2 separate regions of the Sus scrofa genome follow, and region 1 is linked to region 2. A link is a contact called in public Hi-C data. All regions are on one chromosome and are shown on one strand. The core of a region is the stretch at or near the end of the contact, and the rest is flanking DNA. Distances in the headings are between cores, read along the strand shown.

The links. Hi-C and Micro-C count contacts between places; a contact is called where the count stands out from the background.
Region 1: a Hi-C map of subcutaneous adipose tissue shows a contact between it and region 2, with 2.2 times the contacts expected there. The contact joins the enhancer-like site here to the promoter of ART4 in region 2. A contact is called at or near these places in 4 of 47 Hi-C or Micro-C datasets (embryonic fibroblasts, mesenteric adipose tissue, retroperitoneal adipose tissue and 1 more).

Annotation. Positions count from the first base shown.
Region 1 is chr5:57,877,715-57,885,138 of Sscrofa11.1, reverse strand. It overlaps GUCY2C (guanylate cyclase 2C (heat stable enterotoxin receptor)), which reads right to left. Exons shown (of 27, transcript NM_214105.1): 18 at 5,044-5,181; 19 at 4,174-4,262; 20 at 1,618-1,709. Among named protein-coding and RNA genes, the nearest start is that of GUCY2C, 59 kb to the right of the region's middle. Within about 2 kb of position 4,043, at least 15 of the 83 cell types and tissues checked have an H3K27ac peak or open chromatin away from gene starts, as enhancers often do. A contact at or near this core is called in retroperitoneal adipose tissue and subcutaneous adipose tissue, where this site is marked.
Region 2 is chr5:57,702,787-57,710,247 of Sscrofa11.1, reverse strand. It overlaps ART4 (ADP-ribosyltransferase 4 (Dombrock blood group)), which reads right to left and starts at 1,396. Exons shown (of 3, transcript NM_001272094.1): 1 at 1,004-1,396. The coding sequence starts at 1,186.

The DNA.
Region 1 (7,424 bases), core at 2,794-5,293, 170 kb before region 2:
AGCTCCCCGGCCAGGGATCAGATCCGAGCCACAGTTTCGACCTTAGCGACAGCTGTGGCAATGCCAGACTGGGGATAAACCTGTGTCCCAGTCTGTCACATATACAATCTTATCTGCGAAGAAATGAAAAGGGATAAGAATGGAATCATTTATAATTCCATTTATTATTTCTCGCTCCTTTTCTTACAAATGATGGTTTAGATTTATCACTCAATGGCCACATTTTCATTGCCTTCACTCCCCCTCATCTCAGCCCTGGACTTTTTTTAGCCTCATTAAATATCTGTGTCTTTGACTTAATGAGAACCTCCAGAAGTTAGAGCTGGAAGAAACTGCAGAAATCATCTTGTTCATTCCAATTTTACTGGCAACAAAACTGACACCCAGTTAGGGTAAGTGGCTTGTCCAAAGTCCAACAAGCTATTATTAGACCCTAGTCTAGAAACTGGATCACCTAACTCTTAACCTCAGAGCTGTTTTTCTCACCCTGCATTGTATCTAACTGAAAACATGAGAAATCTAAAACTTAATCTTATTGGATAATTGTGTGCTATTTTTTTTGATCCCAAATTATAATCTGATTCATGGCTCCAGTCTTAAGTGCTTAAGGTCAAAGTTTCAGATTTTAGGATTTTAAAATTGTTAGGGAGTTCCCCTTGTGGCTCAGCAGTAATGAACCCAACTAGGATCCATGAGGACTTGGGTTTAATCCCTGGCCCTCACTCAGTGAACTGGGGATCTGGCATTGCCCTGAGCTGTCATGTAGGTCACAGATGAAACTAGGATCCCATGTTGTTGTGGCTGTGGTGTAGGCTTGCAGCTGCAGCTCCAATTTGATCCCTAGCCTGGGACTCTCCATATGAAATGGGTGTGGCCATAAAAAACAACAACCACCACCAAAAAAAAAAGATTTTAAAAATTTAAGAAACTTGGGGATCTTAAGAATTATCCAGGGGCTCTGCAGATTTCCATGATTCATACTAGACTTCTAAATCCTAATCACCAGCAGAAGTGTCAGGGAACTCTATTTTTAACAGATATATTTGTTGTTGTTGTTGTTGTTGTTTTTTTGTCTTTCTTTTGTCTTTTGTCTTTTGTTGTTGTTGTTGTTGTTGTTGCTATTTCTTGGGCCGCTCCCACGGCATATGGAGGTTCCCAGGCTAGGGGTCCAATCGGAGCTGTAGTCACCGGCCTACGCCAGAGCCACAGCAACGCGGGATCCGAGCCGCGTCTGCAACCTACACCACAGCTCACGGCAACGCCGGATCCTTAACCCACTGAGCAAGGGCAGGGACCGAACCCACAACCTCATGGTTCCTAGTCAGATTCGTTAACCACTGCGCCACGACGGGAACTCCTTAACAGATATATTTGTGATCAGTCGGAATTTAGTTTCTAATCAGGCAAGTTTTGCCCTCGAATTCTTAACTTTTCAAGTGATTATTTCCCTGAGAAAAATCGTCTGTTAGTCTCTGGATCACTTTAATTCTTTTGAGGGGAATTGCAGTCTGAGATTTTTCATTAGAAAAGACATTCTCACACTTAGCTGCCACTGAGTATCAACTATTATTAGAAAAGTCTGAAATTAGTGAGGAAAAGTAAAAATTTCAGCAATACCCAAATATCTTGGCCAACGTATTCTCAATTTTCTTGAAGTCTGGTCTCTTTTCTGGATCTTCCTCCCAGCAGTTTTTGACAAGCAGATAGACCTAGAAAGGCAGACAAGGCAGATTAACTCAGGGGGCTGTATCCTATCTTATTCTGTTCAGGGATGGGAGAATAGTTTTAAAACATCTCAAAAAACAAACAAAAAAACACAAAGGAGTTCCAAAAGCACAGTGGAAACAATCTGACTAGGAACCACCGCGAGGTTTCAGGTTTGATCCCTGGCCTCTCCCAATGGGTTAAGGCATAGGTCAGCGGCTACAGCTTCGAAGGGACCCCTAGCCTGGGAACATCCATATGCCATGCGCGTGGCCCTAAAAAGCAAAAAAGAAAAAAAAAATCTCAACTCTGACAAAGAGGATGGGATGGCTCAGTTCCCTGTAGCCTCTCTCAGTCACAGCCACCTGCACTCCCTTGCCTCACCCTTCCCTTCAGCCCTAAACTAATAAAAATGGTGGTACTGGTTTTGATGAGGTCAGGTTGATGGGAGATACAAAATGCTTTCCAGACATTTGCAGGGTTTATTTTGGGAAGGGCAATAAATATCGGAGCTCAGTGAGTAAGAGGCCAGTAACTCTAAACGAGAGCGAGGCTCTATGAAATTAGTTTTCAACCATGCCTGATGGTGCAATTGTCGGAGCAGTGTTCACAAAAGTTACGATTTCAGGAGATTCTGAATTAATTGATTTGTGAAGGGGCCTTATTAGGGTCCTCAGATTTAGCTAATACAAATCCAGGACACTCAGGTAAACTTGAATTTCAGATAATGCATGATTCGTTTAGCATAAGTATGTTCCAGTTGTTCCAAGGGCAAAGGCCAATAATCTATACATTTTTAAGTTCCCCAGGTGATGCAATGCCCACTGCAGTGGAGAAGAGAAGCAAGGAAGGGGAGGTACAAGGAAGCCCTTGGAATCATCATCTCCTTTGGTGCCACCTGTTTGCGGCTTTTGTGGGATCAAAAAGCATAATAAAAACCATGTTTTAAATAAAGATCGTTCTTCACTATGACCCAAAACAGGACCACAAATGGTTTGAGAAGCAGTTCCTGTCTGTGCTCTTTGCCTTAATCAAGTCCCCTGGGAGTGACAGGACTAGTCTAGAACTGTGGTTGCCTAGATTCACCACTAGGTGATGCTCTTGCCTGGGAAAACGATCTGCAGGCTACCTGCCTTGGAAAGGAGGGGACAGAAGCTGCAACAGATGGAACAGCAGATGCTCGTCAGGCACTGCCAAGTCATCCAGCTTCAGGCCTGTATGCTTTGGGAACCACCTACCAGATACGGAATCTAATTCCTCACTGCTAATTCCAGAACCAAATCCAGCTACATGTGTGAATTGAGGAGAAGATGCTTTGGTGAAAGAGGTCTTAAGCAACATGTGGATATAAAGACTAGAAAGGAGGGTTTTAGAAGAGAAATGCTGATGTGTAGGGAGGAATCCCAGCATTCAGAAAAGCAAGAGGAAAGGAAGGGAGGAGGTGGTGGCAATTATAGGGGCAGATGGATCTCAGAACCTTGGGGCCACAGCCTGCCTTTAATGTTGACAAAAAGAGAGAGAAGTAAAAATGGCCCATTCCTGCCCAGCAGAGTCTGGCCCTAAACCTCATCTGGCAGGTCGCCTGTAAACTGAAGCAAAATATTTTTATCTTTACCTTTCAAAGAGCAAAAGTGTTAAAAACATGGGTTTTTTTAAAAGACCATAAATATTTTGTGAGCATTTACTTATCATCTCCTGAATTATAAAAGCTCAGAAAAAATTCCCTCCCAAAATTAGATTTTTTTTTCCCCATAGGTCTTAAAGGCCTTTGTGAGAGATTGTTTAAAAAAAATTAAGCAAACAAAGAGAGAAAAATCTCCATTTTCTTCAGAGGAAGGATAGAAAGAGTGAAAGTACATTTCTTTATTGTTTCTAGATGTTGCCATATTTGCTATTTAATCAGCAGGTAATATTTATAACCTTAGTAAGTGTATCACATGGACATTTTACACTTTTAGCTCCTAAACCTTGAGAATGTGACATGTGCGCTTAAGGAACTCTTTCCTGATTTGGGAGTATGGGCGGCTGACAGTAGCTCCCAAGGATGTGTCCCCACTCCTAGAGCCAGTGAAGCTGACCTTATTTAGAAAAAGGGTCTTTGCAGATATGATAAAGGATCTTGTGATGGGGAGGTAATGCTGGATTATCTTGGTGGGCCTGAACGTAGTTGCAAGCATTCTTACAGAAGAGAGAAGCAGAGGGAAAGTTGAAGAGGAGAAAGTGGCCTGGAGGTAGAGATTAGAGGAGGATCCGGAAGCCAAGGAACGTCTAAGCCACCGGAAGCTCCTGGAAGAAGCAGGGAATACATTCTCCCCCCGAGCCACTAGAGGGAGCATGACCTGCCGACAACTCACTGCAGACTTCCGGCCTCCAGAACTGTAAACCAGTATGTTTCTGTTTTAATTCAGTGTGTGTGTGGTACTTTGCTGCAGCAGCCCAAAGACATTCACGCTGGGAGATAGAACTCACTTCCAGTTCTTTTTCCTCTGCTGTTTCCAGGAACAGATCTGGGCGGAAGGGTTTCACCCCGTTGGAATTCTCCACTCTGAAAATCTTCTCTGATGGGATAAGAATAATGCAAATGACAACAAAGAAAGCAGTGTGAAGAAATTTTAGCAGCGGCTGCCAGCCTCTGAATTGGTTCACCGACCCTGGATAGGTCCCCAGTGGGGCTGTGGCAGAGCCTAGGCCAGTTCTCAACAGAGAGAAGTGAACAAATGAAGGAGTCTCCAGGTGAAGGGGTCTTGTGTCCCTTTACACCAGGAGGTCACCTTAAGTTAAGTCTACTAACCCTCTAAAACTTAACTCAGATACACCTGCCATAGGGAGGCTTTCTCTGAGCAAGACGCCAGCTTGCCCCCACTATATCCCTTTACCACCTCCATCCCCCAGAGGGTTAAGAGCTGGCACATAATTAAGTGCTCAGTAAATCGAGGACTGGATGAATGGAATAAAACACTCCCCCCCTGAGGGGACATGTGGCAAAACTACTGATCTGCTTTCAGTAAGAACTGAAATGCCTATGTTGTCCCACTAGAGTGATCTAGTCCAGGTGTGAAACGGGCACAAAGTCTTCTACTGGAATCAAAAGGAAATCAGGAAATGGTAAGGCAAGATTCTTTCAGACACAATAATATGACAGCAGTGGCAGCTGGCAGAGGAATACTGTCCTATGCTTTTCAGAGCCCTCTAACCTTCAGATGCGATGGATCCCTCCAGCTACCCTATGGAGGGCGGGTGTGTCCTTGCTTTTGCTGGGGAGTGGACTGATAGGTGGTCACAGGACCTCAGGGTCTAGGTCAGCCTAGCACGCTGGCTCCCCCCGAGGGTCTCACTCACCCTTCTGGTCCCGACAGCTGAGGGTGTAGAAGGTTTCTCTTCGCAGGATGATCTCCTGGGCGATGATCCCGTAGCTGTACACATCTCCTTTCTGGGAGACGCTGGCTCGGCGTAGGTGCTCCGGGGCCGTCCACAGGTCTGCACATTCAGCAGTGACACGGAGAGGGTGAGGGGTCGAGCCGCTCAGGGGTCTCCAACTTGCTTTTGCTTTTAGGTCCCTCCACCGCGCTAACGCCGGTGACGGGGGCAGCACACATGCTTGCCTTCTAAGCTGACTGTGTAATGCCGGGATTCAGGTGCGGGCATGCAGCAATGCCTTGCCTAAGCTGCTTGACTCAGAGCTCTGAAAACCCTCAAGGTCAACTAGACTAGCACCTGGGGACAGGAAGTGCTCAGTAAACGTCTGTGGGGTGAATGCAGTAGAATCTAAGAGGCTGAGCATTTAACAGCTTACAGAACATGTGGCATAAACAGAAAAGCCTTCATAAATATTTTAAAATCATGTATTTATTTTATGTAATATAAAAGACTATATATACATATATATAGTACATAATTTTTACAATATAAAATTAACTATAAATTATATATAAATTATATGGTTTATATAATTATAAATATAGATATAGTTTATATAATTATATAATTTATATAAAATGTATAGTTCATAAGCATTATATAAATATAAATATATTTATTTATATAATTATATATAAATATATATAAGTATAAATATATACTATATGTAATAATATAAGTATATATATTATATACATATGATATATATATTTATTAAAAACAAATAAAAAGAGCACTTTTTTTGTCTTTTTAGGGGTGCACCTGTGGCACATGGAGGTTCCCAGGCTAGGGGTCCAATCAGAGCTGTAGCCGCCAGCCTACACCACAGCCACAGCCATGATGGATCTGAGCCACATCTGTGACTTACACCACAGCTCAGGGCAACACCGGATCCTTAACCTACTGAGGGAGGCCAGGAATCAAACCCGCGTCCTCATGGAAGCTAGTCAGGTTCACTAACTACTAGCTACGAGGGGAACTCCAAGAGAGCACATTTAAACAAAGAGACCATCACTGATATTTTTCAGGTGTGACACGCTGGCAGCCACAAAGTCAGCTATCACCTGGAGATGTGTTTTATTTATCGCAGTGTTCTTTAAACAAATTAATGCACACAATTTGCCCACGTTTTACTGTTGTGCCTGCTCTGTCCATCTAGTTCACTTCACATGAGTGAAGCACTCCTGGGTCCTGTGTTTGGCTCCTCGAAACACTTGGGGTTTGGACCCCATCACAGATCTTGTTTATAATAATGGGTATACAATTAATTTTCCATCCCTTGGAAATTTTCCAGGATCCCTTAGCTCCTGGTAGACTTTTTGAGATTTCTACCTTCAGCAGTTTCAATGAAACAAAGCTATACATGCGTGTGTTTAGGCACATGACATGCTTATAATGAAGAACATTTTCGTCATTTGGTTTTCCATCCAACTGTTCACTGCCTTTTGGAATTTGTCTCATGAGTTTATATGGCTTGTTCTTGGACTTGTAGGAAAGAGAAATAAATCTACTTATGCTCAAGTTCCAAGATAGGTAAATGGATGCAATCCACCAACCCCACAGATAGGTAAATGGATGAAGTTCAGGAGGGTAGGATTTGACCCGCAGTTTGTCTGATTCTGTGTCATGGTGAGTCGTTTAATGAAGGAGATCGGCTCACTCCATGATGAACCCTGCTTGGCACACAGCAGGTCCTCAACTACCGCTTAACTGGATTGAGTCCAATGTCCTGGCATGCTTGACGTGACTGAAGAAGTGGGGGCATAACTGCAATTTTTCATCTTTTAAGGGAAAACTAAAGATTGCAAAGTAGAGTTAGAGGAAGGATTTAGTTCTTGGATCTAGGCAGTATTTTGAGGCACCGATGAACGCTAGTCTTCTGAGACTATTTAACCCTGAGTTAAAGTGAAGAACACCTAAACGTTCAATATGAAAAGCTCTTTATACTTTACACATCACTTTTCTTTGTGTCACTTTTTTTTTAATGTCCTCACCCATGGCATATGGAAATTTCCAGGCCAGAGACTGAAACTGAGCTGCAGCTTTGACCTACACCCCAAGTGCGGCAATGCCGGATGCTTAACCCACTGCACTGGGCCAGGGATGGAACCCACAGCTCCTGCAGCAACCTGAGCTACTGCATCACACTGGGATTCTTAACCCACTGCATCACACTGGGAACTCCTGTGGTACTTTTTGGACCTTCAACATGATCCTGGAAGGGATGAATAAGAATATATTGTACTGAGAAGATTTTTCCCCCATCATTATCATTTTTTATCATTATTACAGATAAGTAAATG
Region 2 (7,461 bases), core at 147-2,646:
TAAAGCAGGTTTACAAATAGTTCTATAGAATCTGTTTAAGCCAAAACAAAATAAAAAATATCATTTTCTGTTAAATCTTGTGAACTCTCAAACTTTAGTATAGTACTAGATCTCAAGTGTGTCTTCCATTATCTCTTAATATGAGTTATTTTTCCTTATATAGAACTTTATAATGCTTCTTCTGAGTTGAGCCATGTGAACAGGCGAAAGCGAAATAGACTTGGTTTATTTCATGTTATTTGTCCTACAGACACAGTGTTTTACTTAGTGTTTTATGGATCATCAAGAAAATAATGCTATGCCTCTAGCTTTCATGATGCCACATTTGTGAACTGCAAAGAACTCTGAAATTTTTCTTTTATTTCTTTCTTGCCACACTTACAGCATATGGAAATTTCTGGGCTAGGGGTTGAATCAGAGCTATAGCTACTACGACACAACTACAGCCATATGGAATCTGAGCTGCACCTGCAACCTACACCACAGCTTATGGCCATGAGCGAGGCCAGGGATCAAACCGGCATCCTCAGGAACACTATGTCAGGTACTTAACTCACTGAGCCACAATATGAACTGTAGAACTCCACATTTTTTTTTTTTTTTGTCTTTTTGTCATTTCTTGGGCCACTCTCGCGGCATATGGAGGTTCCCAGGCTAGGGGTCGAATCGGAGCTGTAGCCACTGACCCATGCCAGAGCCACAGCAACACGGGATCCGAGCTGCAGTCTGCAAACTTCACCACAGCTCACAGCAACGCCGGATCCTTAATCCACTGAGCAAGGCCAGGGATCGAACCTGCAACCTCATGGTTCCTAGTAGGATTCGTTAACCACTATGCCACGACAGGAACTCTGAACTCCACAATTTTTAAACCTTGTTTTCAACCCCTTTGCTAGCATTCCTTGTTAAAATGTCTAAATGGAATCACATTCCAAGGGACTAAAAGTTGTCACCAGGAGCACCCCCGTATGGAAGCTCCGATCATGAAGAGATCGCCTCCTACCTGGGAACTCACCGTGGGGCTCTGCAGACTCGAGCACAGCAGCAGGAGAGGCAGTGGTCCCTTCAGGAGCCAGATTCTCACTTCAGGGGCTGCAGCAGTTGGAAGAGGAGTCCTCCTGCCTCTGTGGGTCAATGGACGGCTTTTGCTTGGGTTGAAAATACTTCTTCGTACTTGCAACTTCATCCTGAAATGAACTCTCTCTTCCTTGGAGGTTTTCTTTGGGTGAGTCTCAGTGAGAACCTTCCTTGCCCACATCTATGTTGAGACTTCTGCTGACCACCATCAAATAGGAGCTCTTCCAAGGGAAGAGATGAGCTCCAGCTCACTTGGAAAGCTGAAATCTCTGTGAAATAGCCAGACTTGTGCACCAAATAAGGTATTTTTAAAAGTGAATGCGTTAGTTTCCAGTAGAAAAAAAAAATCCTGCTCTAGTCTGTATGAATTCCAAGAGCTTGTTAAGGTTCAGGCTCACGAGCTTGGCCTTTCTTAGCTTGTAAAGGGTCAGCCTCACCAGTTCAGGCTTTCTAAGCAGGAAAAGCACACACTGTGCAGTGTCTGGGGCCAAGTGGCCTTATCTTCAGCTGCAGCTTCCACTGGGGGTGATAGGATTGGGTTATGCAGGTCACTAGGAAGATGCTAGTTCAAGGTGGATCTCTGGTGGGCTTATCTGGTGCTGCTGGTAGGCCCTGCCCAGAAAAAGCTGTCACAAAGTACTACAGTAGAGTTCCTATCAAAAAGAAGACTCTCTCTGCTGCTTTTCTTTCTTTTTTATTTTTTTAACTTTTATTTTTTTCCTTTGTACAGCATATGGAAGTTCCCAGGCTAGGAGTCGAATCAGAGCTGCAGCTGCCAGTGTATGCCGCAGCCGCAGCATCACCAGATCTAACCCGCCTCTGTGACCTATGCTGAAGGTCATGGCAATGCTGGATCCTTAACCCACTGAGTGAGGCCAGGGATTGAAACCACATCCTCACAGACACGATGTCGGGTTCTTAACCCACTGAGCCACAACATGAATGCTTCTACTGCTTTTCTACTGAACGTTTAAAATCGTCCACTCCAGAAATCATACCTGTTGGGGTCTCAGATCTTCTGTTTTCTTTTCTGAAGGCACCAGAGTCTCAATCCACACTAGCTTAGTTTGTAATGAATTGAAATGACTACTGTCAGGAAACAGCCTCTGGAGTTCCCGTTGTGACTCAGTGGGTTAAGAACCTGACTAGTAAATGTGAGGACACGGGTTTGATCCCTGGCCTCGCTCAGTGGGTTAAGGATCCTGTGTTGCCGTGAGCTGTGGTGTGGGTCGCAGATGTGGCTCGGATCTGGCATTGCTGTGGCTGTGGTACAGGCCAGCATCTGCAACTCCAATTTGACCCCTAGCCTGGGAACCTCCATGTGCTGTGGGTATGTCCCTAAAAAGCCAAAAAAAAAAAAAAAAAAAAAGACAGCCTCTGAACATCTGACAGTACTCAGTACTCAAACTCAAAAGTAAGTGACATCCTGCCAGAAAGTTTTATGTGTGCCAAGTTCATTCAGCACAAATGTCCTATGAAAAACCCTCTCTTAGGCATATCCCTTTCTAGTCTGAACATCCTTCCTCTATTCCCAACCCTTGGGGTAATTATTCTTGTAAGTATTTCCCACTTATACATTCCAATTCATTATTTAACTGTGATGAGAAACTAAATCTTTTTCTGAAAATTTTGGTATTTTTTTTTCAGTACCCAAATATCTATCTATCTATCTCTCTCTCTCTCTTTTCAGCCATGTTCACAGCATACAGAAGTTCCCTGGATCAGGACTGACCCCATGCCACAGCAGTTACCCAAGCCACAGAAGTGACAATGCTGAATCCTGAACTTGCTGAGACACAAGGGAACTCCTGAAAATACTTTTTTTTTTTTTTTTTTGTCTTTTTACCTTTTCTAGGGCTGCTCCCGCGGCATATGGAGATTCCCAGGCTAGGGGTCTAATCGGAGCTGTAGCACCAGCCTACGCCAGAGCCACAGCAATGCGGGTTCCGAGCCAGGTCTGCAACCTACACCACAGCTCACGGCAACACCGAATCCTTAACCCACTGAGCAAGGCCAGAGATTGAACCCACAACCTCATGGTTCCTAGTCGGGTTCGTTAACCACTGCGCCACCATGGGAACTCCGTGAAAATATTTTTAATTTAAATTTTCTGACAGTTACAGCAGCTATGTCTCATTACAAAAGTTCAGAATATCTAGACAAGTATAAAGGAGGAAATAAAATTACTTTTGACCCATCATCTGGATAAAGGTACTATTTAGATTTAGGTTTTGGTTTTATATGCACACACATACACACATTCTAGCACAGAAATAATGAATGTGATCTTGCATGCTTTCTTCCCTCTTAATTTTTTTTCTTCTATGTCTTATGTTTCTTTTTAAAAAATTGAAGTATAGTTGATTTCCCTTTTATTATTATGATTATTGTTATTTTTTGGTCTTTTTAGGGCTGTACCCATGGCATATGGAAGTTCCCAGGCTAGGGGTCAAACTGGAGCTACAACTGCTGGCCTACACCACAGCCACAGCAAGGCCAGATCAGACCCGCATCTTCGACCTACACTGCAGCGTGTGGGACCTTTATCACAGCTCATGGCAACGCCAGAACCCAGCCCACTGATCGAGGCCAGGGATTGAACCCAAGTCCTCATCAATACTAGTTGGATTCATTACAACTGAGCAGCAAGGGGAACTCCTCCCTTAATGTTTTAATGTAAGCACATCTCCATATAACTTAATACTTATTGAAAACATAATTCTTTTATGGCTGTATAATATTCTACCATCATTGTTACCATGTGATTAAACATGGGGTGGATGCATAGACTATATTATTTCAGAAGCAGGTTAGTTAGTAAATAGAACATGGACTCTTGAGAAAGACACCTCAGTTCAATTCCTGGCTCTCCTCTCCAACATTTGACCTCATGCCAAAATTCTCTGTCCCTTAGTTTCCTCATTTGCTAAGAGGAGATAATAATACCTACTTCAATGAATGCTCTGATACATTTATAACCCTTAACGCAGCACCTGGCACTGAGAAATTGTTCAATAAATAAAAAGAATTACTATTATTTGTACCAAAGTTTATTGAATAAATATATTTAGCCTGCTTTCCACTTGGTATTGTTATAAAGAACAACTTGTGAATATGTTTTGGACATATATCTTTTTTTTTTTTTTTTTTTGTCTTTTGTTGTTGTTGTTGTTGCTATTTCTTGGGCCGCTCCCGCGGCATATGGAGGTTCCCAGGCTAGGGGTTGAATCGGAGCTGTAGCCACCGGCCTACGCCAGAGCCACAGCAACGCGGGATCCAAGCCGCTTCTGCAACCTACACCACAGCTCACTGCAACGCCGGATCGTTAACCCACTGAGCAAGGGCAGGGATCGAACCCGCAACCTCATGGTTCCTAGTCGGATTCGTTAACCACTGCGCCACGACGGGAACTCCTGGACATATATCTTTGTGTGCTTTTCTTCTTGCAATTTTTAAGGCAATTTTAGAGATGTGATCACTGACCAATGAAATGTATATATATTTTGGACATCATTGAAAATGGGATTAGTGTATAAAAATATCCCTTTAAGATTGTAATCATTCTTAAGATTTCTCATTATCGACTGTTAATTTGGGATGCTGAGGTTGCATGAAAAAACTATAATTAGAGTCTGAAAACTTGGATTGATTATGAGTCTAATTCTATAGCTTGATAGCAGAGTTAGAACAAAAACAAAAAACAACCCTGGAGAGTTCCCATTGTGGCTCAGCGGAAATTAAAACCGACTGGTATCCATGAGGATGTGGGCTTGATCCCTGGCCTCACTCAGTAGGTTAAGTACCCGGCATTGCCATGAGCTGTGGTGTAGGCAGATGTGGCTCAGATCTTGCATTGCTGCAGCTGTGGTGTAGGCTGGCAGCTGTAGCGCCAATTCGACTCCATATGCTGCAGGTGTGGCCCTAAAAAGCAAACAACAACAACAAAAACCTTGCAAGCTGCGCTGAGTCTCCATTTCCTTAACCTTACAGAGTTGTCAAAAATAAATAATGTGCTAATAATTACTTTTTTGGAAAGAATGCTGTGCTTCAAGACCGTTTAGTATGTTATTTCAACCCACAATTGGACTATGAGGAGGTATTTTAACCTCCACTTTATGGGGGCATTTGCTGAAAGCTGAAACCCTGTAAGGGCAAATAACTCCCCAGGGATCACAGACACTTTCCTCTTACCTCCATGGACCACTCTCTCTGAAGAACTCTAAAGGGCTCTAAGAATCATTTTACTGTTACTGTCTATAAAGATTTCCCTAATAATTTTTTTTTTTTTTTTTTTTTTTTTTTTTTTTTTTTGGTCTTTTTGCCTTTTCTGAGGACTCTTCTGCAGCATGTGCAGATTCCCAGGCTAGGGGTCTAATTGGAGCTGGAGCCACCGGCCTATGGCAGAGCCACAGCAACATGGGATCCGAGCTGCGTCTGCAACCTATACCACAGCTCACGGCTACGACGGATTCTTAACCCACTGAGCAAGGCCAGGAATTGAACCTGCAACCTCACGGTTCCTAGTCGGATTCGTTAACCACTGTGCCACGACAGGAACTCCAAGATTTCCCTAATTTTCCTGAAGTGACTGCCACTTCCAAAATATGACCACTAGGGGGCAGCAGGAAGCTTTGTAACCTTGTTCTACAACGCCTTAGGAATTTATTTTTTTGCTTTTTTAGGACTGCAACTGCGGCATATGGAGGTTCCCAGGCTAGGGGTCGAACCAGAGCTACAGCTTCCAGCCTACACCACAGCCACAGCAATATGGGATCTGAGCTGCGTCTGTGACCCACACCATGGCTCAGGGCAACAAAGTATCCTTAACCCACTGATCAGGGCCAGGGATCGAACCTGCGTCCTCAGGGATATACTAGTCGGGTTTATTTACGCTGAGTCACAAAGGGAACGTCTCCACTGGAATAAAGGAATGGGGAGAGGAAGCGAGGGAAAAGGGGGAGGTAGGGACAGAGAGAAAAGGCAGAAGAGAAAGGAGACAGAGACAGAGGAAGGGGAAGAAGGAGGGCAGCTGGAGAACACCAACAATCCTATCTGGGGTAGGGAAAGGCTGCAGGTCTGGAGTGTGAGTGTGTGTACATTTTTGATTAAAAATTTAAAAAGTTTTCTGACAATGTTTAGAGTCCCTGAAAAAGGAATCATCTTTTGCCTTGAGGGCTATTTTACTAAAGTTCCTAGGAGGTAATTTAATATTAGCTAATTTAGAGTGAGGGGCCCACTCAACACTTTCTTGATGCTACACGGTTCTTCAAAAAGAAATTCATTTTTGCTGTCTCGATGAGCAAAACATATATGAGTTTTGAAGTGGCACAGAACTGTGTTGGCATTTTACCTCCGACTTCCCAGCGTTTGTGAATTTGAATAAGAAATGTTAGTTCTTCTTAGCTTCTTTATATATAAAAGAAGAGATAACACCACCACTCTTGCAGGGTTGTGTTGACAATGAAATTGAGATACTCTGTAAAACATCATGGACTAGATCTGTGGATGGTACTGTAGGTAGAACATGGGCTCTTGAGAAAGACACCTTGGTTCAATCCTGTGTTCTATCACTTCTTTTTTTTTTTTTTTTTTTTTGTCTTTTGTCTTTTGTCTTTTGTTGTTGTTGTTGCTATTTCTTGGGCCGCTCCTGCGGTATATGGAGGTTCCCAGGCCAGGGGTTGAATCGGAGCTGCAGCCACCGGCCTACGCCAGAGCCACAGCAACGCGGGATCCGAGCCGCGTCTGCAACCTACACCACAGCTCACGGCAACGCCGGATCGTTAACCCTCTGAGCAAGGGCAGGGACCGAACCCGCAACCTCATGGTTCCTAGTCGGATTCGTTAACCACTGCGCCACGACGGGAACTCCTCTATCACTTCTTTAACAGTTGACCTGGGCCAGTATCTTAACCTCTTTGCTCTGCACTTTCCTCAGTTGGGTGCCACATACACTTAGCAGGTGCCCAAAGCTGTTGGCTACTTAGGTATTGAAAGACCAACAAATCACAGGGTGTTTAACGAAGTGAAAGTTAATTTCTACTAAATTTTTTATAGACAGATGTTTAAGAAAACATGTTAATTTTCTAGAATACATTCTGGACATTCTAGACTAGTTTTCTAAAGCTACTTTTCAGAGCACGGGTTGAAGTGGTCACTAGAGGGCCTTAGGGGAAGGTGGGAGCAGAGTGGGGTGTGTATCTCTTGCCACTGGACTCAAGGTTTGGAAATGGCTCTTGGTATTTCTTCTTTCTTCTTCTTCCTTTTTATTTTTTCTGTTTTTAGGGCCGCACCCACGGCGTATGGAAGTTCCCAGGCTAGGGGTCTAATTGGAACGACAGCTGCTGGCCTACACCACAGCCACAGCAGCTCTAGCTGCATCTGTGA